Regions from separate parts of the Mus musculus genome. Here region 1 is linked to region 2. A link is a contact called in public HiChIP or PLAC-seq data. All regions are on one chromosome and are shown on one strand. The core of a region is the stretch at or near the end of the contact, and the rest is flanking DNA. Distances in the headings are between cores, read along the strand shown. Region 1 overlaps Oas2 (2'-5' oligoadenylate synthetase 2). Region 2 holds the start of Oas3 (2'-5' oligoadenylate synthetase 3).

Region 1 (5,755 bases), core at 36-2,535, 45 kb before region 2:
AATAACTGCACAGAATACAGACAAAACCAGAACCCATCGAGCTGCATGGGGCAAGTGTCTCTGAAGGAGGTCACTCACACAGAGCAGGGCCTGTGCTGTGAGACCCTGGGGGAGGAGGAAGGATAATCCCATGTCTTGATTCCAAGAAGGAAGAATAGAGGTGCGAGCCTGCCAGAGAGGACTGAACCAGGCTCCCTTTTCTAACACAGTCTGAGTCTTTGCCAGATCACTCCAGAAGCGTCTTCCAGAGCTGAATGGACTCCTACTTAGTAACTCCACCCACAGTGGGGTAGATCTGACCTCCACAGCTTCCGGGGGTCTGCATTACCTGGAGAGAGAGGGAGAGGAAGCTTAAAGAAGGGCATATTGGCGCATCCCTTTAATTCCAGGAGAGGCAAGTGGATCTCTGTGAGTTAAGGCCAGTCTGGACTCCATAGGGAGTTTCAGGACAGCCAGAGCTACGCAGTAAGATCCTGTCTCCAGAAAAGAATCTGGAAAACATATTTGGGAAACTGTGATCAAAGACAAACACAACCAGTAGACTGCTTCAGGTTTGGCTAATGTGGCCTGTCACCCTGCAGATGAAGACAGGGGCACGCCCCTGAGGTATGGGGTCTCACCAGGGACAAACTTTCTCTCACCAGAAGATACAACACTATATCTTGGGTTTTTGTTGTTGTTTGTTTTGTTTTGTTTTTGTTTTGTTTTGTTTGGGGGGGGAACATCTAGAAGAGACTGGGACAGTGTTCAGCAACCTACACTGCACGACACAGCCCCCTCAACTTGTCCCCAGTTGTCAATGGTGCCAAGGAAGGACAGAAAGGAGAACAGAGTGTGCCTGCCTGTGGGAGGGTGGCCTGGAGGGCTGTGCCCAGTGTGTATCGGGTGGAGGAGGAGGAAGCTCCCAACAGGAGAAGAAACAACTTTGATTTGATGGCCACTTTCAAAATTACGAGTATGGCCATGTAACAATTCTAGATTTTTAACGTGTGAGAATGTGACAATGAAACTTCTAAGCCAATCCCATGTCCTCCCTGCTCCCCCTTTTACATATACATATCCATATCTGTTTCCATGTATGTATGTGCATATGTTTACATGTTCGTGGCCCCAGGTGCTGTCAGGAGTCATCTGTCATCCTCAGTCACTATTTCACCTTAGTTACTGAGCCAGGGTCTGTTAATCAAATCCAGAACTAGCTGAGCTAATCAGCTTGCTCTGGGGATTCCATGGACTCAGCCTTCCAAGGCTGGAATCCTAGGCAGGCTGCCACACCCAGCCAGCCTCAGAATCCCAGACTCTCCATTCTTTCCCCCATCTTCCGGTTGGGTGAAGCTGCAAGGTGCAGGCACCCCATTGGGTTCAGGGCCACTTGTGCTAAAAATAGATCAGAGAGCTAGACAGTGGTACCCTTACTTCCAGGGGATAATTGATAGTGTCTGCTGTCATTTTGATTGGGGCATGGGTGCTGCTGCCAGGTAGGGATAGGGTAGATCAAGGCACCACCTAGACAAATGACAAAAAGCCTTGGTCCTGCCACAAGATCCCTCCTGTAGTGAACACTCCCACCATGTCACTTGTCTTTAGATCTCTAGGTACCTGGGAAGGGAGAGAGAGAGAGAGAGAGAGAGAGAGAGAGAGAGAGAGAATGTAGTAACTGACTGAACTCTTAGAGTCCAGTTTTTAAATCTTTGGGGGCTCAGCAATCCCAACCTACTACACTAAGAAAGCCTTTGATTAGAATCTGTGACGGGCCCACCCCTGTTCTTTAGAGGGCTCTTACTGGCACTTTCCAAGGCTGTACCAGGCCTTTTTGCTCCACTTGGAAACAAGGGGAGGACAGCCACTCCTTCGCTTCTTCAGCTAGAAGATGCCAGCACCAGCGGTCACCTCCTCCCACATCGCCTGTGGGATCTGCTGGATCCAGGATTACAGGCCTAAAGGAGAGGTTAGATAGTGTGAAAGGGTTGCTGTCAAGATTCCTGGCTTCAGCTTTCAGGGTTGGCCCTGTTTTTGCTAATGATACAATGTGTCTGGCAGCCCAGGTTAAACAATTGGAAATTACTTAAGAGTCAAAGTTACTTCCTAGAATTGTTACATTTGAAGAACAACTCTCCCCCGCCCCACCCACCAAATAGAAGTTATTTAAGGTAGACAGTAAGGCATACCTTGACCACCTCTTTTCAAGAGACTCTAGCCCAACTAGAAGTTGTCACACAATGCAATGTTGCTAAGTAGTTGTTGAATTGCAAAATTGCTGGGGTTGGGGAGTGGGGATTGGAGGTGGGGAGATAGGCTGGTGAACTTATGCGCATGTGCAGGCAAGCCCAGTGATCCTGGTCTTAATGCTCTTGTTTCTTCCCTTCGCTGTTTTATTTTCTCCCCCTTTTCCCTTTCTTCCTCTACCTTTGTTTCTTGCTCATGGTATGGAGTATATTCTCTGAGGACCCCTCCCTTTATTTAAATAATTTGGGGAGGGGGGACAGTTTACTATGTGGACAAGCCTATCATCTAATTTAACGTCCTCCTGACCGGGTGTGGTGGCGCATGCCTTTAATCCCAACACTCAGGAGGCAGAGGCAGGCAGATCTCTGTAAATTGGAGAGTTCCAGGACAGCTGGCTATGGAAAGAGACCTTGTCTTAAACAAACAAAAGGAAGAATGAATAAATAACAAAACAACAACATATCTTCCACCTTTTGGCCTCCGAAATGCTGGGACTGTGGCAGGTACCACCTTGCCTGGTTTTATCCTTTTAGTTCTGAAAGATAAAACCAGATCTGACTAGATGCTAATGACAGGGGCTGGATAAAGGGTAACTGAGTTTGCTGCCAAGTCGACAACCTGAGTTTGATTCTCTTAGACCCACTCGGTGGGAGGAGAGAACTGACTCTGGAAAGTTGTCCTTTGACTTGCTGTGGTGTGCGCATGCTTGCGTGCACAGGGGTGGCTGGTCAGGGCTGGGAACCACTGCTCTGTTTCTCAGGGATTAGCCTGCCATCTCAGACCCATCTCTGATTGTCTAGCGTGCGCGCACGTGCGCACGCACACACACACACACACACACACACACACACACACACACACACACACATTTCCATGTGACATAACAAGAAAAGCAGAGTGAATGCTCTCTGCCTGCTGCCTGCTTCTTCATCCCTCCTGGTTGGCAAGCCCCTCCCACACCGAGGTTGGGTTTTTCTCCTCTCTCAGTTTCAAGCTGGGAAGGAACAAGACACACACACCCCCACCCCCACCCCCACCCCTGCGGGGAGAAGAATCTAGGTCATGGAAGAAATAGTGTGGAAGGGAATCGGGTTAATTCAGAACGGGGAGGGAGAGTAGGCACCTCTTTTTCTGGATCTGGGTCAGTAGGAACTTCCGCATGTATTCCTCTTCAAAGTTGTAATTGACTGTCCAGAAGATGCAGAGCTGCCGGTATTTTATAACCAGGTCCAGGACGGTCCGGAAGCCTTCAGCAATGTCAAAGTCATCTGTGCCACTGCCCTGCTCCCAGGCATACACGGTGAGCAGCTCCAGGGCGTACTTTGGGGGTAAAGATGCTTTTGGCTTCATCTTCCTTTCATACTGGTGGGGAGAGTGGGGATGTCAGGTGACCTCGGCAAGGCAGAAGAGCCCCGTGTGTCTCCTGGATTGCTTGGGTTGCTGCAGAGGCAACCTGGGTTATGAAATAGAACTTGGACAAGGGAGACCCTGAGTTCTAGGTAGGCCTGCTAGACTCAGGCAGTGTGGCACACACACAGTGTTCTGCATCTATGCAACCATGCTGGCTGATGGGACCCTCTGTATGCTAGTTATGGGCCCTGCAACATGGATTGCCATATAAGAGGAAGACAGGGGGGCTTGAAGTCACGTGACTTGCTGAAAGTCAAGCCAGAGATTCCCCACCCCACTAACCCTCAGGTATCCATGGTGACTCTAGGTTCAGGGGGCAGCTTCCTGCTGCCTTTTGAGAGAGAGCAAGAGAGCATTGTGTGTTACACAGCATGACACTGGCAACCTGTGGCACACAGCCCTAACTTTCCATCCACGCATCTCAGGAGAGAACTTGGCTGAAGCCAAACTCTTTGGCCAGCCGAGGTCTGAAATTGCCACACATTGCTTTGCGCTAGGAGGCCCAATAGACCTGACCTAGGCTATCCTGGTAGAAGATAATGAGAAGATCCATGGCTTAAACAGAAGCAGGTTCCCTAAAGAGGCCCAACCACCTATAGCACGTGAGGTTTGGGTGTCCAGGACACTTGGCAAAGCCTGTGTCTCAGTTCACTGGTTAAAAAAAAAAAAAAAAAAAAAAAAAAAAAAAAAAAACCAACAACCAGCTTGGCCAGAGCAGGCGCTGGCTGACCTGTTTGTACCAGTGCTTGATCAGGCGGAGTAGACTCTTCAGTTTGGTGGGCCGGGTTTGAATGAAGTTTCTCTGCAGCTCAGTAAAACAGATAGAAAACTCTCCTTCTTTGATGTCCTGTGATGCACACAGCTCAATGAGATCCTTGTAGGCTTCGGGCCTGAGGGTGAAGTCAGACCGCAGTTGACCTAACATGGGAGCAAAATGTCTGTTATATCGTATGAATATGGTAAGCAACAGAGTTTTTTTTTTTTTTTTTTTGAGACAGGATCTCATGCAGCCCAAGATGGCATTCAACTTGCTATGTAGCCAAAGAGGATCTTGAACGTCTGATTCTCCTGCCCCTACCTTCCAAATTGAGATTACAGCTGTGCACCACCATGCCCAGTTTATGCAATACAGGGGATCGTAACCAAGTCTTGGGCATGTGAGACATTCTACCAGTGAATCTATACCCACAGTTCTCAAAACTAGTGTTTTGAAACTTTATTCTCATTTATGTGTGTGAGTGTGTATGTGTGTGTGTGTGCGCGTGTGTCTGCATGTGTGTGCATTTGTCCTGTGTGCATGCATGTGTAAGCACAAGCGACTGAGGGCTAGAAGAGGATACCAGGTCCCCTGGAGATGGAGTTACAGGATGTGAGCCAACTGGAGTTTAATGCTGGGAATCAAACTTAGGTCCTCCAAAGAACAGCCAGCCGACTTTAGACGCTAAAGCCATCCTATGTTTTTTTGACAAATGTGATTTCTTTATGTTTTATTTTTTTAAAATAAAAGATTTATTTATTTACTTTATGAGTATACTGCAGCTGTCTTCAGACACACCCGAAGAGGGCATCTAATCTCATTATGGATGGTTGTGAGCCACCATGTGGTTGCTGGGATTTGAACTCAGGACCTCTGGAAGAACAGTCAATGCTCTTAACCACTGAGCCATCTCTCCAGCCTGACAAATGTAATTTCATTGGGGGGAAATTCAACTCAATGGGGGAATTTCCTTTGAACCAGGTACATGTATTTGTCTAAGATGCAGAGAGTCGTGACTGCGTGTATGGAGGGCACAGTGGGGTTTACAGGAGCACACTAGGGCAGCCACTGTGGCTGATTATATTTGCGATAACTGAGACAAGACAAAGATTCGGCTCTGCAGTGGCTCCAGCCACATCTCACACTTTCAGTGGACTCAGAGCCCAGATCTAGATGCTGCTTCTCGCTGTTGGAGGAAGACCTATCCAAGGTCTTTCTTTTTTATCCTAGGTGGCACTATCCCCTTGACATGTGGCCCTGGCAAGCATAAGAAAGTTAGCTAAGCACAAGTCTATGAGACAGCACTCCCCTGTGTTTTCCACTTCAATGTCCTGCCTTGAGTCTCTGCCTTGAACTCCCTTC
Region 2 (6,153 bases), core at 2,295-4,794:
CCTCTGAGAGCTGTGCCCCGGGCATAGGCTCCTCCCTGTGAAGAAGAGAGACAGCTGGGGACTACATGCACACTCTGGTACTGTTCCCCATAGGGGCTCCTGAGGGACCAGATGGGCCGTGAGGGCTGGGGAGGGGCCGCCACGTAGCTATTGGCATCTGTCACCAGGTAGAACCAGCGTCCTGCTCACAGCAGCCGGGCTTGAGCTTGGAGAAAGACTTTAATCTGTAAATGAACACCTGTTGTTGATGCTGGACTCCAATCCTGCCAACCCTTTCCTATTTTTAAAGTATCGTATTTATTTTTATTTCATGTGTATGGGTGCTCTGCCTGCACATATGTATGCATAGTGTGTGTGTGCCTGCAGAACCCAGAAGACAGGTCCTGGGTTTCCCTGGAACTGACATTATACACCGTTGTGAGCCGCCATGCTGGTACTGGGAAAGGAACCCAGGTCCTCCACGAAAGCAGCCAGAGGTCTGAACCCCTGAGACATCTCTCTAGCCCCCTTTTCGGTTTGCACATGTGTGCATGTTTGCACATGTGGGCACATGTAAGCATGGGGTACGTGTGTATGAGTGCTTCTGTGTGTGTACACGTGTATGTGTTTGTATCAGGTGCGTACCAGTGCTTGTGGGTATGTGTGTGGATATGCATGTCCATGTGTGTGTATGTGTATGTGCATGCGTGTGTATATGTGGGTGTATATATGTGTGGGTGTTTATGTGTGTGCATGTGTGTGTGCTTTTGTGTGTGAGTGTGTGGTGTGTTTGTGCATGTGTGGTGTGCGTCTGTGTGTGAGTCTGTGAGTGTGTGTGTGTGTGTGTGTGTGTGTGTGTGTGTGTGAGTGCATGTGGACACCCAAGGCTGATATTAGTAATCATCTCTCTCACTGCGGCAGGATCCCTGGATCAAACCCAGAGCTCTCCGAGGCCTGAATCACAGGCTACCACACCCACCTGGCATCTATGTGGGTTCTGGATATTTGACCTCCAGGCCTCATGCTTGTGTGGCCTTAGCCACTGAGCGGTCCCTTCAGCCTCCGTTCTCAGCTCTTTCGAGCCAAGTGTGGCCGGGAAGTTCACTTTTTTTTTTGGCACCGAGGACAGTGACAGGCCTAGTGTCCAGACCCTTTGGACGATGTTTGGGTCTCAAAGCTTCCAGCCTGAGGACTCTGGAAGGTGACTTCCAAGACCCATGCTCTGTACTCTGTATCAGCCATCTGTTATCTGCTCTGAGCACACAGGCCGCCCTGGTGTGGCCAAATATAGCGGCAGATACTCGCATGTGAGCCCAGTTGTAGGACTGGAAGAGTCAGATGAGGCACAGGCGCCACACAGTCTGGGGCTCCCGTTACCCCAGTGATGACGCCAGGCCCCTCAAGGCTGATCCTCTGGTTGTGTGTGGAGAGACAGTAGAGGAAATAACCACTAGGCAGCTTCCAGTATCACCCATGAGCACCTCCCTAAGGATGATGGGAGGAAGGTACTTCCTCATCTTGCAAAGGAAACACAGAACACCTGGGAGGGGTTGCTTCCGTCTCTCTTTCCTGAAGCCGAAAAAGAAGAGGAGTGTAGAGGTTTTGCTCTTGCAGGCCGCCTCAGTGCTGAGTGTGGGCCCCCAAGACCTGGAGTCTGCGCCCAAATTATTTCTGATTGGCGAATAAAGATCCTGGCAGCCAATAGCTGGGCAGAAGAGACATGGGTGGTTTAGGTTTCCTGGGCTTGTGGTCTGAGGAGAACCACAAGGAAAAGAAGGCGGTGGAGGGGGAGAAGCTGCTGTGGGTTAGGTGAGTCATAGAAACGTGGTCCCGAGGGCTGGCCAATCAGAGTTAAGAGCAGCCCAGATGAAACATAGTAAGTGATAACTTAGGGTTATTGATGGGAAAGTAGATTCTAATAGCATAGAAGGTAGGTATCTGCCCAGCTCTTGTGCTGTTTAAGGCTTACTGTAAATATAAAGGCTGTGTGTGTCTTTTATCTGGGGGCTGAATGATCAAAGGCAGGGTAGAAACTCTACGCTGGGATTAAAAATCTCTACGACAGAGGAGAGGGGGTTCCCAGCTGACATCTCAGGGGCACAATGAGGGTCTTCCCCGCCATCCTGTATTTAGCTCAGTTATGGTTTTCAAACCCATCCCATGAGGAGTTTAAAGAGGTCTTGCTCCATGAACCCTGTTCCTTCCACCCCCACCCCTACCCGATCCTCTTTGGGCGGTTGAAAGGAGACTTTGTAGCCTCTGGTGGACCACACCTGTAACCCCCAGTACACAAGGGCCAAGTTAGGTCTGAAATAATGGCCTGGTGATGTTTATATTACTCACTGCTCATATATTACTCACTGCTCATCAACCCTCACCCGAGGACCTCTCCACTCTCTAATGCAACTGTGCCCTAAACTGTTCCTGGCCTGAGGTATATCGCTTGGGAGACTGGGAGGAGGGGAGAGCCTGTGCAGCTTACAGAAGGCCTGGTCTCTGCTGGTGAAGACTTTCCAGTGGGGCCCACTTCCCTAGGCTCAGTAAGGAAGACCAATAGATTCATTGTTTCCCAGAGTGACCTGTGGCGGATTGTTTCCTGTTAACCCCTGGGGCTTTAGGAGGAGGGATACACATCCCCCATTCCCTAGAAGGAATTCAGCCACACCTGAGATGCAGAAGCAGGCTCTGTCTCCCAGACCCAAGCCTCCTTCCACATCTCCAGCTCAGATGCAGCCTCAGGAACTGTCAGGTGACCCGAGACCTGCCCAGGACAATCTCTAGTCTCACTGTGCCCCTCCTAGGTCCCTATGATGCCCCTGCATCAGCAGGTTTACCAGGCTTAAGGCGGCTCAGAGTTTATCTCCCCCTAGTTCTCTGAGAAGCCAAAGGTTCTTGGGCGGCCTGGCAGGATGCCCAGGTGACACAGTGTGGCTTAGAGTAGCAGCTCAGCTCCACTCAGCCTCAGTTTCCCCACTCCTAAAGCTGGCAGTAATCCCTACCTCAGGTGCCATGTTGGTGAGGGAGTCTGTGTGCTTTAGCCGGGTCATGTTCTTTTTCTCAAAGACTGGGTCCCAATGGGTGTGAGTGCGTGATCCCCCTGCCTCAGATCAGCGAGGCTCAGGCAGTGTGAAGTTAGAGTCTGAGTGATTGAGTGAATGAGTGAATGAGACAGCCTTTAGGAGAGCATAGGAAGCCATCAGGTGACCCAGTGTGGCCCTGGCTGGGCCTTTACCCTGGAAGTGTAACTTGGGTTTTGATGCCTCAGTTTCCCCACAGACTGGCTGGTTATAGCAACACCTGAGCCATCCCTCAAGAAGACCCTGAAGGTGTTTGCCCTGGGGTGCCCCACCCTCTCACCTTGGCAATCCTTATCACTCTTGGTCTCTGTGACCCTCGGGCTCTGTGCTGCTGTAGGGTGATGTTTAGCGACCCCAGAGCACCCCGTACGGCTGCTGTGAACTCAGGGGCTGGGTGCAGGTTGTGGGCCACCAGCTTATCCAGAGCTCCGGCTGGCGTGTGGAACAGGTCCATGTTGACCGGTACTCTCAGTAGAGTTTCGTTTCTCTCCAGGGCTTCTTGGGGGTGTTCCTGAGGTGACAGTGGGTGTGTTCCCTGAGTCACCTCCCTTCACTTTCGTTTTCTCCTCCCTGCTGAGTTCCTCTCTTCCCTGACTCAGGCTCAGGGTGTTTGTTGAGATTATCTGTTTATGGTTCTGCTGTCTCCTGGTGTGACTTCTGACCCTCTGGGCAGCCTGGGAACATTGGGGACCAGGCTCACAGGTCCCCTAGGTCCCCTGAGGCTTCCTGACCTCCTATTTGGGGACCCAAGATAGGCTGCCACAGAGCACCTCAGAGCCAGGCCTGAGGAAGCAGAGCCCCCCACAGTCCTCCCCACCCAAGTTCTCATCTATTGTTTTGCTGTGCTGCCCTGTGTTAACCTCTCTGGGCCTCAGTTTTTTCCATCTGTAAAAATGGGGTTATATTAATGAGCCTCCATTAAATGCCTGGTAGTGGTCTTAACATAAGTATGCAGGGTGGCAGATGGACAGAGAGGTTGAGTAAGTCATCTAGCATCACACAGCATGACTGTCAGAGTTAGAATCTGAACCCAGGTCTTCCAGTCCCAGGCATCCTGACTTTTTGCTCCTTGCTCTGCTGAGGCACAACGATGCTCCAAGAGGAGACATCAGATTGATGAGTGTGAGGCCCTTGGCTGGGGCTGCACAAAGGACTAAGGTAAGAAATGAGGGCTTCTGTGCTTAGCGCCCTGTTTGTGGGAGGAGATGCTGAAGACAGAAGCAAGGGCAAGTTCAGATTGGAGGCCAAGTGATGGTTCTGCTGCACGCCTGCGTGTTTGTGTGTGTGCATGTGTCTGTGTGTGTGTGTAGGGCATGTGTGTCGGAACATGTGTGTCTGTACTTGTGTGCGCGTGCATGTGCATATGTGTTCACACATGTGTATGTGTGCATGTGAGTGTCTGTCTGTGTATGTATTCATACGTCTGTACATGTGCACATGTGTGCGTGTACATGCGTGTCTGCATCTCTGTGTATGTGTGTGTGCGTGTGTGTCTGCCAGCCAAAACTGCACAAGTGTGGAACAGAGAGTCCGGTTTGTGTGTGTTGAGAACCTAGTGTCTTCAAGTGCTAATCACAGCTGACAGTGTGTGTGTGTGTGTGTGTGTGTGTGTGTGTGAGAGAGAGAGAGAGAGAGAGAGAGAGAGAACTGATATGAATAGGCTATAGTCTGGGGGGCACGATTTGAACACTCCAGGACAGAATATCTTTTTAGATGACAGTGTAATGATGTGGCCATCTAAACCCATCACCTGCCTCAGTCATCACACAGCTTGGCTCTGTTCACTGGAAGAGGCCATGGCCCTGGGGATTGAAAGGATCCAAAGGCATCCTTAGTCTCCTGTGGTCACTTTAGCTGGGGAATAAAGTAAGGGGGTTTCGAGCTATGCCAAACAGCTAGGCAGTCAAAGATAAGTGGGGAAGGCACATGTCATAGCCACATCCTGTGCCTGGGAGCCCTGGGAATCTGTTCTGTTTTAGAGCAGCGAGTGCAGACTGACACACCCTGCCCACCCACCTCCTAGCACCTTTGTTTCCTGTAAGATCTGCTGGGTCCAGGGTTACTGATCTACACATGTCTAGAAGGGACCAAGGAGCTGGGATGTTCCCTGGCCTTTCTTCAAGAGGAGAAAGGACTCTCAGGACCTCAAGGTGCAATCTTATTAGGAGATGAGGCTGTGCTCAAGGACAGTCATTAGGATAGGTCCTGGCCTGAGGCAGCTGGGCTTCTCCTGTGACAGAGTCAGTGGTCAGAGTGTGGTGGTGGTGGTGGTGGTGGTGGTGGTGGGTGGAGGCAGAGGTAGGACAGCAGAACCCAGCAGAAGATAGAATCTCACTTGCAACCTGGGAGGGGAGCTGCCTGCTGATGTCTAGACTTGTGGTTTGTAACCCAGACCCTTGAAGGTCTTTAACCTCACCCCCACCCACACTGTCACTTTGCCACAGGCGTATTTACACAGTTTGTCCCCACAGCCCCTATGAAATGGACCTGGCCCCTTTGCCTTCCTAGTGACTCTGGGTCTGTCGCTCACACACCATCTGCTTCTCTTATTTCTGTTTCTTTTGGGTTTTGTTCCCACCTCTGGGTCTTTACTGAGTCTGTTCCCAGCACCCTGCATGCTGTTTCACTTTTGCAATTGGCTGGAGGTCCTGAGTTCTTCTGTCCTTGGCTAAGAGGTCCCTGCCTCAAGGAGCAACTCAGGAGCCCTTTCCAGGGTCCCGGGGTAGAGTCAGCTGCCCTCCCCACCTCCCATAGAGTCTTATAAACTGAACTTCCTGAGAAAGGGGAGGAAGAACAAGAAGGAAAACCACGTGGGTCCTAAAGACTCTCCAAGGCTGAATATCTAATTAGAACTTAGTGATAGAGAGCTGGAATGTTGACAAGCCAGAGAAAAATTATCTTGGACTCTCTTCAGCACTTTTAGTAGTCAGTCAATGCCCACCATTGGATCTAGCCTAGCACTCTCGGAACGCTGAGGTAAAGCCTGTGGAATGTGTTCTGGCAGAACTTCAGGTTCCAATTGCAGAAGCTAAGAATATCTTCAGACAATATTTCCTCTTTGCATTAACCAGCCTACCCACATCTCACCCACATTCCC

What was found. HiChIP or PLAC-seq counts read pairs in DNA pulled down with a chosen protein or histone mark.
Region 1: an H3K27ac HiChIP or PLAC-seq map of embryonic stem cells shows a contact between it and region 2, with 8 read pairs. The contact joins the enhancer-like site here to the promoter of Oas3 in region 2. A contact is called at or near these places in 2 of 39 promoter capture datasets (embryonic stem cells and macrophages), 2 of 15 datasets of contacts at CTCF or cohesin (CD8 T cells and embryonic stem cells), 5 of 484 Hi-C or Micro-C datasets (bone marrow-derived macrophages, differentiating embryonic stem cells and embryonic stem cells), 6 of 115 datasets of contacts at active chromatin or transcription factors (CD8 T cells, bone marrow-derived dendritic cells, embryonic stem cells and 1 more) and 3 of 9 other capture datasets (adipose tissue, liver and pancreatic islet).

Annotation. Positions count from the first base shown.
Region 1 is chr5:120,731,631-120,737,385 of GRCm38.p6, forward strand. It overlaps Oas2 (2'-5' oligoadenylate synthetase 2), which reads right to left. Exons shown (of 11, transcript NM_145227.3): 8 at 4,367-4,554; 9 at 3,350-3,588; 10 at 1,784-1,937; 11 at 1-328. The coding sequence ends at 263. Among named protein-coding and RNA genes, the nearest start is that of Oas2, 15 kb to the right of the region's middle. Within about 2 kb of position 1,286, at least 14 of the 459 cell types and tissues checked have an H3K27ac peak or open chromatin away from gene starts, as enhancers often do. A contact at or near this core is called in embryonic stem cells, where this site is marked.
Region 2 is chr5:120,774,115-120,780,267 of GRCm38.p6, forward strand. It overlaps Oas3 (2'-5' oligoadenylate synthetase 3), which reads right to left and starts at 3,545. Exons shown (of 16, transcript NM_145226.2): 1 at 3,337-3,545; 2 at 1-35. The coding sequence starts at 3,510.